Regions from separate parts of the Sus scrofa genome. Here regions 1, 3 and 4 are each linked to region 2. A link is a contact called in public Hi-C data. All regions are on one chromosome and are shown on one strand. The core of a region is the stretch at or near the end of the contact, and the rest is flanking DNA. Distances in the headings are between cores, read along the strand shown.

Evidence for each region. Hi-C and Micro-C count contacts between places; a contact is called where the count stands out from the background.
Region 1: a contact with region 2 is called in a Hi-C map of skeletal muscle, with 3 times the contacts expected there. The contact joins the promoter of KANSL3 here to the promoter of LMAN2L in region 2. A contact is called at or near these places in 1 of 5 promoter capture datasets (liver), 10 of 47 Hi-C or Micro-C datasets (alveolar macrophages, brain, embryonic fibroblasts and 6 more) and 2 of 2 datasets of contacts at active chromatin or transcription factors (alveolar macrophages and skeletal muscle).
Region 3: a Hi-C map of embryonic fibroblasts shows a contact between it and region 2, with 2.5 times the contacts expected there. The contact joins the promoter of CNNM3 here to the promoter of LMAN2L in region 2. A contact is called at or near these places in 1 of 5 promoter capture datasets (liver), 10 of 47 Hi-C or Micro-C datasets (embryonic fibroblasts, epiblast stem cells, fetal heart ventricle and 4 more) and 2 of 2 datasets of contacts at active chromatin or transcription factors (alveolar macrophages and skeletal muscle).
Region 4: a contact with region 2 is called in a Hi-C map of skeletal muscle, with 5 times the contacts expected there. The contact joins the enhancer-like site here to the promoter of LMAN2L in region 2. A contact is called at or near these places in 3 of 47 Hi-C or Micro-C datasets (brain, epiblast stem cells and skeletal muscle) and 2 of 2 datasets of contacts at active chromatin or transcription factors (alveolar macrophages and skeletal muscle).

What each region holds. Positions count from the first base shown.
Region 1 is chr3:56,957,885-56,960,584 of Sscrofa11.1, reverse strand. It overlaps KANSL3 (KAT8 regulatory NSL complex subunit 3), which reads right to left and starts at 1,402. Exons shown (of 23, transcript XM_021087273.1): 1 at 1,060-1,402; 2 at 292-414; 3 at 151-289. The coding sequence starts at 364. FER1L5 (fer-1-like protein 5) reads left to right here and starts at 1,005. Exons shown (of 55, transcript XM_021088398.1): 1 at 1,005-1,040; 2 at 1,285-1,557. The coding sequence starts at 1,005.
Region 2 is chr3:56,877,939-56,880,638 of Sscrofa11.1, reverse strand. It overlaps LMAN2L (lectin, mannose-binding 2-like), which reads right to left and starts at 1,320. Exons shown (of 8, transcript NM_001243437.1): 1 at 1,112-1,320. The coding sequence starts at 1,298.
Region 3 is chr3:56,810,721-56,813,420 of Sscrofa11.1, reverse strand. It overlaps CNNM3 (metal transporter CNNM3), which reads left to right and starts at 1,305. Exons shown (of 7, transcript XM_021087264.1): 1 at 1,305-2,700. The coding sequence starts at 1,677.
Region 4 is chr3:56,974,068-56,976,767 of Sscrofa11.1, reverse strand. It overlaps KANSL3 (KAT8 regulatory NSL complex subunit 3), which reads right to left. Exons shown (of 23, transcript XM_021087273.1): 5 at 1,519-1,609; 6 at 1,174-1,359. Among named protein-coding and RNA genes, the nearest start is that of FER1L5, 16 kb to the right of the region's middle. Within about 2 kb of position 1,282, at least 4 of the 83 cell types and tissues checked have an H3K27ac peak or open chromatin away from gene starts, as enhancers often do. A contact at or near this core is called in skeletal muscle, where this site is marked.

The sequences.
Region 1 (2,700 bases), core at 153-2,652, 80 kb before region 2:
CCTATCTGCTCGCTGCTTAACAGCAACGCCTGAATTTAACATCCAAGCCCCTCAGACAATCTCCCACAATAAAATCCTCTTTAATCCCCACCATCTGTTCCCTGTCCAATTAGGGCAATGGCAGCCCTTAAGAAAGAAGCCCAAACTCACATGGTACTTTCGTGCTGCCTCCGGGGAGTAACAAAGAGCATGCGGGTGGGGCGGGCACTACTGGCATCTGGGTGGGCACTCCAAGGCTTGGCATAGCTATGGTCCAGAAACACTAGGTCCAGCTCCCGCTCATGCACGAAAGCTGGAAGAGCAACGAGGTGCCCATGCGCCGCGCTGAGGTCTGGAAGTCCCTCTCCCCACCTCGGTGGGCCATGTCAGAAGAAGGGCAGCAGGTCAGAGAATGGCTATCTGCATGCTAGTCACCTGCAGTGAAAAGTTTCAGTTTTAGTCAATTCAGATGCTCTGAATCTCTTGCAGCCTATACTATCTAATGTGCTTACTTTTTTGACCTTCTATCATGTATAACTGAGGATCCATCAAATCACAGACCCTTGCCCATGTAGGGAGCGCTCCTAAGAGTCCTCAAAAGGCTATGGCACCATCTTCCTCTTCAATTTCTACAAAATTCGGTTCATTGGGAAGCTGAGGGACTCCAAGGTCTCACATGGACAAATACTAAATTTGCTTGGCCAGCATCAGTTTCCCCTGTGGCTGGCATGGGTTTGGGCAAACAAGAGGAATCAAAAATATTGATTCTTCCAAAGCTAAGGGTCTCCAGCTTCACACTATTCCCGGAAGCTTCACTGGGCCGCCTCCAGTCACAAAATAAGAGCATCCTGGGTAACAGCTGGGCAACGTGGGCTCCAAGGAGGCCCTCGAGGTCCCTTGTCTACGTTAAGCAAAAGTTTTGCAACTACTTCATAACGCTCTGGAGTTTTAAGACACAGACGAGAGCTCCTTCTCAAAGCCTGTAACAAAATGCTAAGCCAGGAAGACCCCCCCCCTCACCGTAGATGGGGTGGTCCCCCAGGAACGGCCCGCTACTCCAGGTACCCCGGGGGGTCCCACCCTTGAGCCTCAAAACCGCCACAGCTGGCAGGCAGGGCTTGTAATTCACACTTTACAGACGAAGGCGCCAGCTCAAGGAGACGGAGTGAATTGGCCAAGGTCACCGAGAGTTCGCGACGAGGAGGAGCCGCCAGGAACCCGCCTCCCGCCGGCCCGGGCCCAGCTCAGCTCCCGCGTCACGGCAACCCCAGTCCGCCCCCTGCCCCACACGGCCGTCTGACCCAGGCCGCCCGGGCCCCGGGCTCCAGCCCCCTGTCCCCGCATGACCGGAGAGTCCGGAGGTTCTCGCTGAGACCCCCGCCCGCCAGACCAGCGCCGCCACCGCCGGGGCCCGCCACCCCCTGCCAGGGCCGCGCCTCCCCTCACCCGCAGTCGTCGCGCCGCGCGCTCGGCCCGGGCCGGATCCCAGCGCGCGTGCGCGTTACCGCCTCCTCGCCCCGGAGCTCCGGGCACAGAGCGAAACGCGGAAGCGGATCACGGCCTGGGAAGGGAGGGGCGGTGAGCTGCAAAACCGGGAGAGGATGTAACTGCGCGGGAAGAGGAGCCCCGGGAACGCGTGCGGGTCTCTGCCGCTCACAGCGCGGAATTCCGAGTTTCGGCCTTCTGCATCTTCAGCAGGGAAAGCGAGGGCGAGAGAGGAGGCTGGCTTCTGCAGCGTCCGTTCTCAGTGACCGCCACGGTTGCTTTGCCAGGTCCCTAGCCAGGGCTGGGAGGGCGTGCAACCTACTTTCCGCTTCTCCCAGATCAGTCCCACCTAAGCGTGCAGTATTTACTTCAAATACTGTGCGCCTGAAACTAGCACAATGTTGTAAAGCAACTATACTTAAATGTAAAAAAAAGTTAGGAATTCCCTTGCGGCGAAGCGGGTTAAAGATCCGACGTTGTCACTGCAGCTGATCCGGTACTACTGTGGCGTGTGTTCCATCCCTGGCCAGGGGAACTTCTATGTGCCATGGGTGCGGCCAAAAAAAAAAAAAAAGAAGAAGAAGAAGAGATCACTTAAGCAACAACCACAATAAAAATAAGTGCGAAAATAAAAGAAGTGCTGTGTGCCTTAAACTGCTCTAAAAAATATATTAAACAATAGAATAAAAGAAAAATTTATCCAGGGCTTTGCGTAGATGTGTCCAGATCGCCCTAAGCAGTGCTGCTTAGACCTGGAGGTTTGGAATCTCAGCTCCTGCACCTAACTCCCTGCTTTTATGACCCCAGTGAGATCTCAGTGTACCCTCTTCATCTCTGAAAGTGCAAATACTTACTCACTGGGTGGCGGAGAGAATGATAAGAACAGAAATTTATAGAAAAAGATTTCCAGAGTGGGAATATGAGTGGAATCATGAAGATGAAGTCACCTAAGTTTGGGCTGAAAGGACCAGGCCACTGCAGAGAGATTGGAAAGGTTGCTAAGGACCTACAGAGAGAGAGTGAATGGACCAATTACAGCCCAACACCACTTTCTTTGGCCTACACGCTACTTTTTTAAAATTTTATTTCATCGCAAATATGTATTTAATTATTTACTGCAAATATTTAAATTTGGGAGATTTCATGCAAAAATCCAGATATACAGATCTCTTAAAAAATTGGAGACTGTGGCAGCACTGGACTCATGTTCCTGTGTGGCAGGTATACAGGCTGCAT
Region 2 (2,700 bases), core at 71-2,570:
CACTCAGTCTCCCACCTTCTGTCACTCAAAAAGTTCTAACTCCTTACCATGTTTACCACTTCCTGTCATAAAGACCCTCTCAGGTGAAGAGCACATCAGAGCTGTCACTTAATCCATGCCACAGTAATCACAGCTCAGATCCATTCTTCCTCATTTCATATGCGAGTAAATTTGACCACCGTGAGAGAAAAAAATTCCCCAATTAACCAAAAAAAGCTTGACTCTCTGGGGCTTAATCACGTTCTTTCTTTAAACAACCAAGGTGTGAAGCTACCTTTCCCCTTACCTCAGACTATCAGCCCCTTGAGAGTGACAACTTTGTATCTGTATAACCCACAGTATTAGCAACGCAGAGGAGGTGCTGGATGCATCTGCTAAGTCAATAAATGATCACCCTTAGCAGCAGTGTATACTCTCTTGCGCTTTGTGTTGTTTGTGTGCTGTCCCCCTGCCCTCCAGTGGGGAAACAGACTTGTGTTAATTAAGCCATCTGCACTGACTTGGTCTTCTTTGTAGCTAACTATAAATTTTCTGGTTGATGAGCTGTGCAGAGCGACATATGAACCGCATGTGAACACTCAACAGAGCAAAGTTAACCAGACTCTTTCATCAACAGGACTCCAGGATTGGAGAACAGGTGTCTTAAACGGAAACAGAATTTTACTTTCCCAGTCTGGCCAAGTTCTACCCTAGTTTTGCCTCCTGATGTATTTCTAGCACATACACAGCTCCGTCCAGAGCCCAACTCATTGCTAGTGGCCCTCGATCACTGCCACTATTCGCAGTTCTCTCCCCTTCCCACATAACTCTTGTCCAACTCTAAGTTCCCCCTTCATCCAGGCCTAGCGCTTACTGGCCTTAGTGTCTTAGAGCCCTGCTTCCACCTGCTAGAAACTTCCAGGGCTAAGTGTGAGGCAGGGGGTGGGGTGGAACCTGACCTCTGACCTTAGGACCCAAGGCTCCCAAACACAGCAAGAGTCCACAGGAGCCCCCACCCTCCCCGCCCGTACTTTCCTCGGGGCCACGAAACCTTCGCCGCCCCCACTTCTACGAACAAGCTCAGGTCCCGACGCCCTCCCCGCGCACGACCACCTCGCCCCCGGCGCCTCACCCTGGTAGGGCTTCGACAGCGAGTGCTCCCGTTTCAAGTACTCGAACGTCTGACCCGCCCCGACTTGCCGTGGCCCCTGCCCAGACCCTAGCAAAAGGAGAAGGAGCAACATCCTGGACCCATCTCGAGTCGACAAACGCCGCCACCACCGCTGCCACCACCCAGAGGGTCCCAAAGTCGCCGCCATCTTTCCCACCGCCGACCCTTCATCAAAAGCCCGCCCTGTCCCCCAAGCCATTGGCCCAGAGAACGATCTTCCCCCAGTCCCATTGGCTTTTGTCGAGTCACCGCCCCTGCAGGTGAGCATCTCACCGATTGGCTGGCTGGAGTAGCAGTTGCCTTGTCAACCCAGGAAAGGGGCGCGGCCGAATGCCTGAGCTCGCCTATTTGCCTTTGTCCGGAGCGCCACTAGGCCTCCTGGGATACGAAGTGATTTCCGTTTTTGTCTCTCTGTTCTAGAGTAAATTTAAGCAAATAAAATGTTTCTTTTAGTCCTACGCAAACGTTCTGTCCTCTCTGCCTTAGCAACCTCGTGATCGTGCGAAGTTGTCAGTTAGGAGGATATAGAACTGAAAGGAGAAATAGACAAATAAATTCAAGTAAAGCTGGTAAATTATCAGGAAAATTATCAAATTTATAAAAGATTTGAAGAGCAGTATCAAACAACTTGATCTGGGGAGTTCCCACTGTGGCTCTGTGGTAACGAGTGGCTAGCATCCATGAGGTTGCTCTTAGGATTCCTCGCCTTGCTCAGTGGTTAAGGATCCTGCCTTGCTGCAAGCTGAGGCATAGGTCTCAGATGTGGCTAGGAGGTGGTGTTGCTCTGACTGTGGTGTAGGTCAGACCCCCTAGCCTGGGAATTTCCACATGCCACAGGTGCGGCCCTAAAAAGAAAAAAGAAAAAAAAAGTAAGATTCATCCCAGTCTCCATTCTCTTCCTTACCAGTTTCTCCACCCAAAAATAAATTTTTATTCCTAATTATCATTATTAGTCTTTTATCTTTTTAGGGCCACACCGGTGGCATATGGAGGTTCCCAGGCTAGGGGTCTAATTGGAGCTGTTACTGCCAGTCTACACCAGAGCCACAGCGACGCCAGATCTGAGCTGCAACTGCAACATACACCATAGCTCAGGGCAATGCTGGATCCTTAACCCACTGAGTGAGGCCAGGGATTGAACCTGCAACCTCATGGTTCCTAGTTGGATTCACTTCCACTGCACCACAACGGGAACTACTATTCCTAATTATTTCTAAAAGTCATCACATCTTTCCATCCCTCTCTCTGTCTTTCTCCTGAACCACAACAAGTGTCCCAACTGTTCTGGCCACCATCATCCACATGGCCATCCAAGTGATCTAAAACATCTAACCACACCCTATCCTGAGTGACAGGTTAAATGAGTCCATACTGGTAAAGCTCTTAACGCTCAGAGCAATGCCTGGCATGCAGTAAGCACTCTATCATTATAATCGTGATAAAATCACCATTACCATCGTTGTTAACAGAGCCCATAATGGTTCAGTGTTACCCGCGAGCAGGAGATTCAGGCCCTTCACCCTAGCACACAAAGCCCTCTGCCATCTGGC
Region 3 (2,700 bases), core at 56-2,555, 67 kb after region 2:
GGCCTCTATTCACAGGAAATCTCTCCCTGAGCAGCTTGGCTTGCCCTCTACTGGATCCTTTGTCTTTGTGTCTCACAGTTTAAATCGCCCTTTGTGTTTTCCAAGTGTGATCCAAGTTTTCAAAAGTTTTCTTCTACCGAAAGGTCTTCTTCCCCCCAGAATAAGTTATAGGTTGTTTTCTAAGGGAGCCAGAGACTAAGGGAAAAGTTACTTGTCAAAGGTCAGAGCCCTGTCTAGATGCACTAGGCATTTTCCCCATCTTGCCTCTGGAAGTGTTCTTTGTGAGTTAACTTTTCAGGCACATGACTCACTTCAAGCCTGTCATCCATTCTCACTGTGTCAGCATTTTCTCTGGACTGGGGGACAGAAGTGTGAACCAAAGGGGTTGAGTTTATTTCCTTTTTCCAAAAGAAGTGTGCCAGTCCAGTGGAAAAGCTCAGTAGTATTATTGCTTCTTCTGGCGGCTTATTCTGAAAATTCTCACACAGTATTTCTGTTGGTTTACTCAATTTTGCATATTACCTTCCACACCAACGTTATTTTACTTAATTGCAGCCACAGTGCCTCACTTACTTATATTATTTTCAGAACATAGCAATGTGTTTCTATAGAATCCTCGTAAAGACTATTTAAAATGACATGTATATGGATGGTCTTATCACAGTCTACTGTGTTAGGAAATTTGATAATACAAATGTAAAGAAAATCTCTTAAAAAGCCCTTTTTTCTCCACACCTATAGAGAAGTCTTGTTAGCAGTCTGTATGTTTCCTTCCAACCAGGTCAAGATGACATTATAATGGGCTGAGGAACACTTGTTTGTCTTTAGGAATTATTTTCCCAAGAATGATCTGCTAGAAGTGGGACGACCAGGTACAGTAATTCCTGACAGAGCTGCCATCTCCTAAAGCGGCTAGGATGGTGAACAGGGTACTAGGCTGGTCGCATTGGAGCCCGATATCTGTGCCAAGTCGAGTCCTACTTTTCTCCCGTGCAATATATTAATAACACGAAGTAGCTGCAAGGATCCAAAGAGGTAGTGATTTCGTGTGTTTATCTATTTACTGTCGTTCTTCCTGGCAAGAATGCAAGTTCCTTTTAAAACAGGGGTTGTGTGTCACAACCCAGACCAATAGCAGAGTCGGGAGCAATCACACGTCTTCAATAAACCTTAGCTTCCGAAGCCTAGTCACCAGTTCTTTAAGCCCTCCTTGCCCTTTAGGTCTGTGGTTCACGGGGCGCTTTCTGAGAAAACTGCCCATCTCCCATTCGCTGAAGTCTCTGCCTGCAATTTCAGGAGCGCCACTCCGCTCTGAGGCCCGAATCCTGAGCCAGGCACTTCCCAGAGCCCGGACCGGCCTCCGGGTGCGCGGGGATGGCCGGGGGAAACCAGACGTCCGCTGATGGGGGCCAGCTCTCCGCTCCGCGTCCTCCCGGAGCCGGCCAGCCCCAGCCCAGGGAGCCGCGGTGTAGCCCCGCGGGGCCTAGAGCCCCACGCCCCCGGCCCGCCCCAGGATCGCGCCGCCGCTTGTTTACTCCCCGGCGCAGCCTAGTCCGACCCTGGGGCCCGCCCCCGCCTGCCGCCTATTGGTGGAGGAAGCGCCAGGGCCGGCGATAATTGGCCCGGGGGAGGCGGAGGGGTAGGCTGCGCGGGAGGCCGAGAGGGGGCAGCAGGCGATGGCGGCGGCAACGGCGGGTCGGCTAGGCTGGTTGCTCGCCGCGTTCTGCCTGGGCAACGCCGCCGCGGAGGCGGCTCCGGGTCCTCGAGTGCTGGGCGTCTGTCTGGAAGAGGACGGAGCGGCAGGCACGGGGTGGGCGCGAGGAGAGGAGGTGCGGACTGCTCCGGAGGCCACCTTCCGCTTGCGCCTCTTCGGGTCGGGCTTAGCCAACAGCTCCTGGTCCTGGGTGGCCCCCGAGGGGGCGGGCTGCCCAGAGGGCGGGCCGGTCGCAGCTCCAGACGAGGCAGCGGCCCCCACGGGCGAGTGGCGTGCGCTGCTGCGCCTGCGCGCGGAGGCCGCGCATCCGCACTCCGCGCGGCTGGCAGTGCGTGGGGAGCCGGGCGGCGCGGCGGCCCCCACGGGCGAGTGGCGTGCGCTGCTGCGTCTGCGCTCTGAGTCCGCGCACCCGCACTCGGCGCTGTTAGCCGTGCGTGTAGAGCCGGGCGGCGAGGCGGCCGAGGAGGCGGCCCCGCCCTGGGCAGTGGGTCTGGGGGCGGCGGGGTTGCTGGCGCTGGCGGCTCTGGCGCGGGGCCTGCAGCTGAGCGCCCTGGCGCTGGCGCCGGCCGAAGTGCAGGTGCTGCGCGAGAGCGGCTCGGAGGCGGAGCGTGCGGCGGCGCGGCGTCTGGAGCCCTCAAGACGCTGGGCCGGCTGCGCCCTCGGGGCGCTGCTGCTGCTGGCTAGCCTGGCTCAGGCTGCGCTGGCGGTGCTACTGTACCGCGCGGCTGGCCAGCGCGCCGTGCCCGCCGTGCTGGGCAGCGCGGGGCTCTTGTTCCTGGTGGGCGAGGTGGTGCCGGCTGCCGTGAGCGGGCGCTGGACGTTGGCGCTGGCGCCGCGCGCTCTTATCCTCAGCCGCTTGGCGGTGCTGCTCACTCTGCCCGTGGCGCTCCCGGTGGGCCAGCTGCTGGAACTAGCCGCGCGGCCTGGGCGGCTGCGGGAGCGCGTGCTGGAGCTGGCGCGCGGCGGTGGCGACCCCTACAGCGATC
Region 4 (2,700 bases), core at 33-2,532, 96 kb before region 2:
TGTGGGTTCGAACCCTGGCCTCGCTCAGTGGGTTGAGGATTCTGTGTTGATATAAGCCAGCAGCTGTAGCTCCAATTCAACCCCTAGCCTGGGAACTTCCATATGCCCTACCTGTGGCCCTTAAAAAAAAAAAAAAAAGTCAAGAACTGAACTAATCCAAGTTATCTGAGGCCATTTTGTATCAGAGCAAAACATTCTAAAAATGATGGTACCACTTATAAATCATTAACACTTATTGTGGGTTTCCTATGTGCCAAATTCTGTGCCAAGTATGCTATCTAGGTTAACTAATTTTCACTAAAATCCTAGATAGGTATTATTATTAGCCATTCTTTAGAGATGAGGAAATTGAGACACTAATCCAAGATTACACAGCTAATTAGTGATCAAGGTGAGATCAGCCAGGCAGTCTGCCTCCAGAACCTGTACTCCACCACAATGAACACAGCCCATGCAATAACTGCAATTACAAGAAACGGAATCATGAAGAAAAACAGTTTAACTTTGTGTAATACTGTCCAAGTAAGAAAGCAGGGAAACGTAATGATATGTTTTATAAAGAACGATTAAAGTCAAAGTGTTGCTACTGAAGTCTCGACCAAATCAGAAGAGATGAGGCATTCCGTCACAGTGCTCCCCTGCTTGGAACACCTCCCACCCCCACCCCTGCACCCCGACCTCCACCGCTCCGCCTCCTGCCCCTCTCAGCACTCCTCCCTGGTAAACACTTCATCTTCTCCTTCCTCACCTCACCTCAGAGGTGATTCAAACCACAGGCTGCAAGGCTGCAGAGACTAAACACGTTCTCTGGTTTTCAAGCTCCACACCTCATCAAGGAGACAGGAGATCTGAACACATATACACTGGACGAAAATGTAAAATGATACCATGTCTCCTATTTTTCCATTTGGCCATGCTCACAGTATGCTAAGTTCCAGGGTCAGGGAGCAAACCTGTGCCAAAGGAGTAACCAGAGCCACGGCAGGGACAACACCAGATCCTTAACCAGTGAACTCCATGTCATGTCTCCTATTTTTTTATAGCAAACCTGTTGGCTTCAGTCAGTCCTCCAGGCTGGCCTAGCAATGACCTTGCCCAACCCCACTTTCTAAACCCAAAGCAGAGGCTGGCTACCCCAGGGCAGGGCAGGGAAGATGCCAATCACAGCCTCACCTTCCCTTTCAGCGTCTGCAGAGCATCCAGGTAGGCCGCCAGCATGGGCAGACTCAAGGTCTCCACCAGGGTGGTGTGCAGCCACTGGACCAGCTTGGTGTCCCAGCTCACACTTGCCAGAGCCTGCCGCACTCTCCTCGCACACTTGTCCACAGCAACACGGCGCAGCACTGGCTCGTTACAAGCCTGAAAGGTGTAAGTGGAGTGACAAAGCACGAGGGCCACCTTGTTAGCAACCGGGGTTAGGGTTGGGGGAGTCAGGGGAGTGGGGGGGACCCAACAAGTCAGTCAGCCAGGAAGGCCTGAACTAGGAAGAGCCCACCCTGGAGATTTCTGGAGTCTTACCCCTTCATTGGCCAAGCGGGCAAGCCGGTCAGACTGCAGGGCTTTGAGGATCTTGTTGAATAGCTTGTTCTGGGCCATTGTCCAGCCAGTCCTATAAGAGAAACCCTGAGGAATTAAAGACAAACCCTGGGAACATGCTACATGCATGTACACTCTACAAAGAAGATTACGTCATGTTTTTTGTTCTGAAATAGTGTGACTCGAAGTAGCTCATTACTAAGCTAAAGCACAACACCTAGACTCTGGTCCCAATCCTGCCAGTGAACCTCAGCACATGTCTGTAATAACATACACACTACAAGTCAAAACCAGTCACAGACGAAGTCTTTTGATACTAGCAAAGCTAACTAATTCCCTAGTGACTAAAAAAATCCATTAGTAAACAAAAGTATGGCACTGCAGCACAGTCATACCTGAATTTCACAAGTTGAATATTTCACACAAAAAGGTAGACAGGGTGAGCAAGCATATCCTAGTGTACTAAAACTTCAGACTAAGAGAAAGAGGCCCATTTAAATCAGCTTTAGGAACAAAAATGAAGCGGCTATCCTCCCAATCCTTAATATTCCACCCCTCACTAACCTTTCTTCCTTTGTATATTTTTTCTGTGTATCACACTATTAAAAGAATTGACTTTGGGGGAGTTCCCATGATGGCGCAGTGGTTGACAAATCCCGCTAGGAACCATGGGGTTTCGGGTTCGATCCCTGGCCCTGCTCAGTGGGTTGAGGATCCAGCGTTGCCGTGAGCTGTGGCGTAGGTTGCAGACACGGCTCGGATCCCGAGTTGCTGTGGTTGTGGCATGAGCTGGCGGCTACAGCTCTGATTAGACCCCTAGCCTGGGAACCTCCATGTGCCGCAGGAGCAGCCCTAGAACAGGCAAAAAAAGACAAAAAAAAAAAAGAGTTGACTTTGGAATGGTGTGTTCCATCTAAGGTTAACGGTGTAGCAACCCAGCCTATGACCCTGGCATATACACACTTACCTGCCTTTTTTTTTTTTTTTTTTTTTTGTCTTTTTGTCTTTTTGCCATTTCTTGGGCTGCTCCTGCGGCACATGGAGGTTCCCAGGCTAGGGGTCTAATCGGAGCTATAGCTGCCAGCCTATGCCAGAGCCACAGCAACTCAGGATCCAAGCCACGTCTGCAACCTACACCACAGTTCACGGCAATGCCGGATCCTT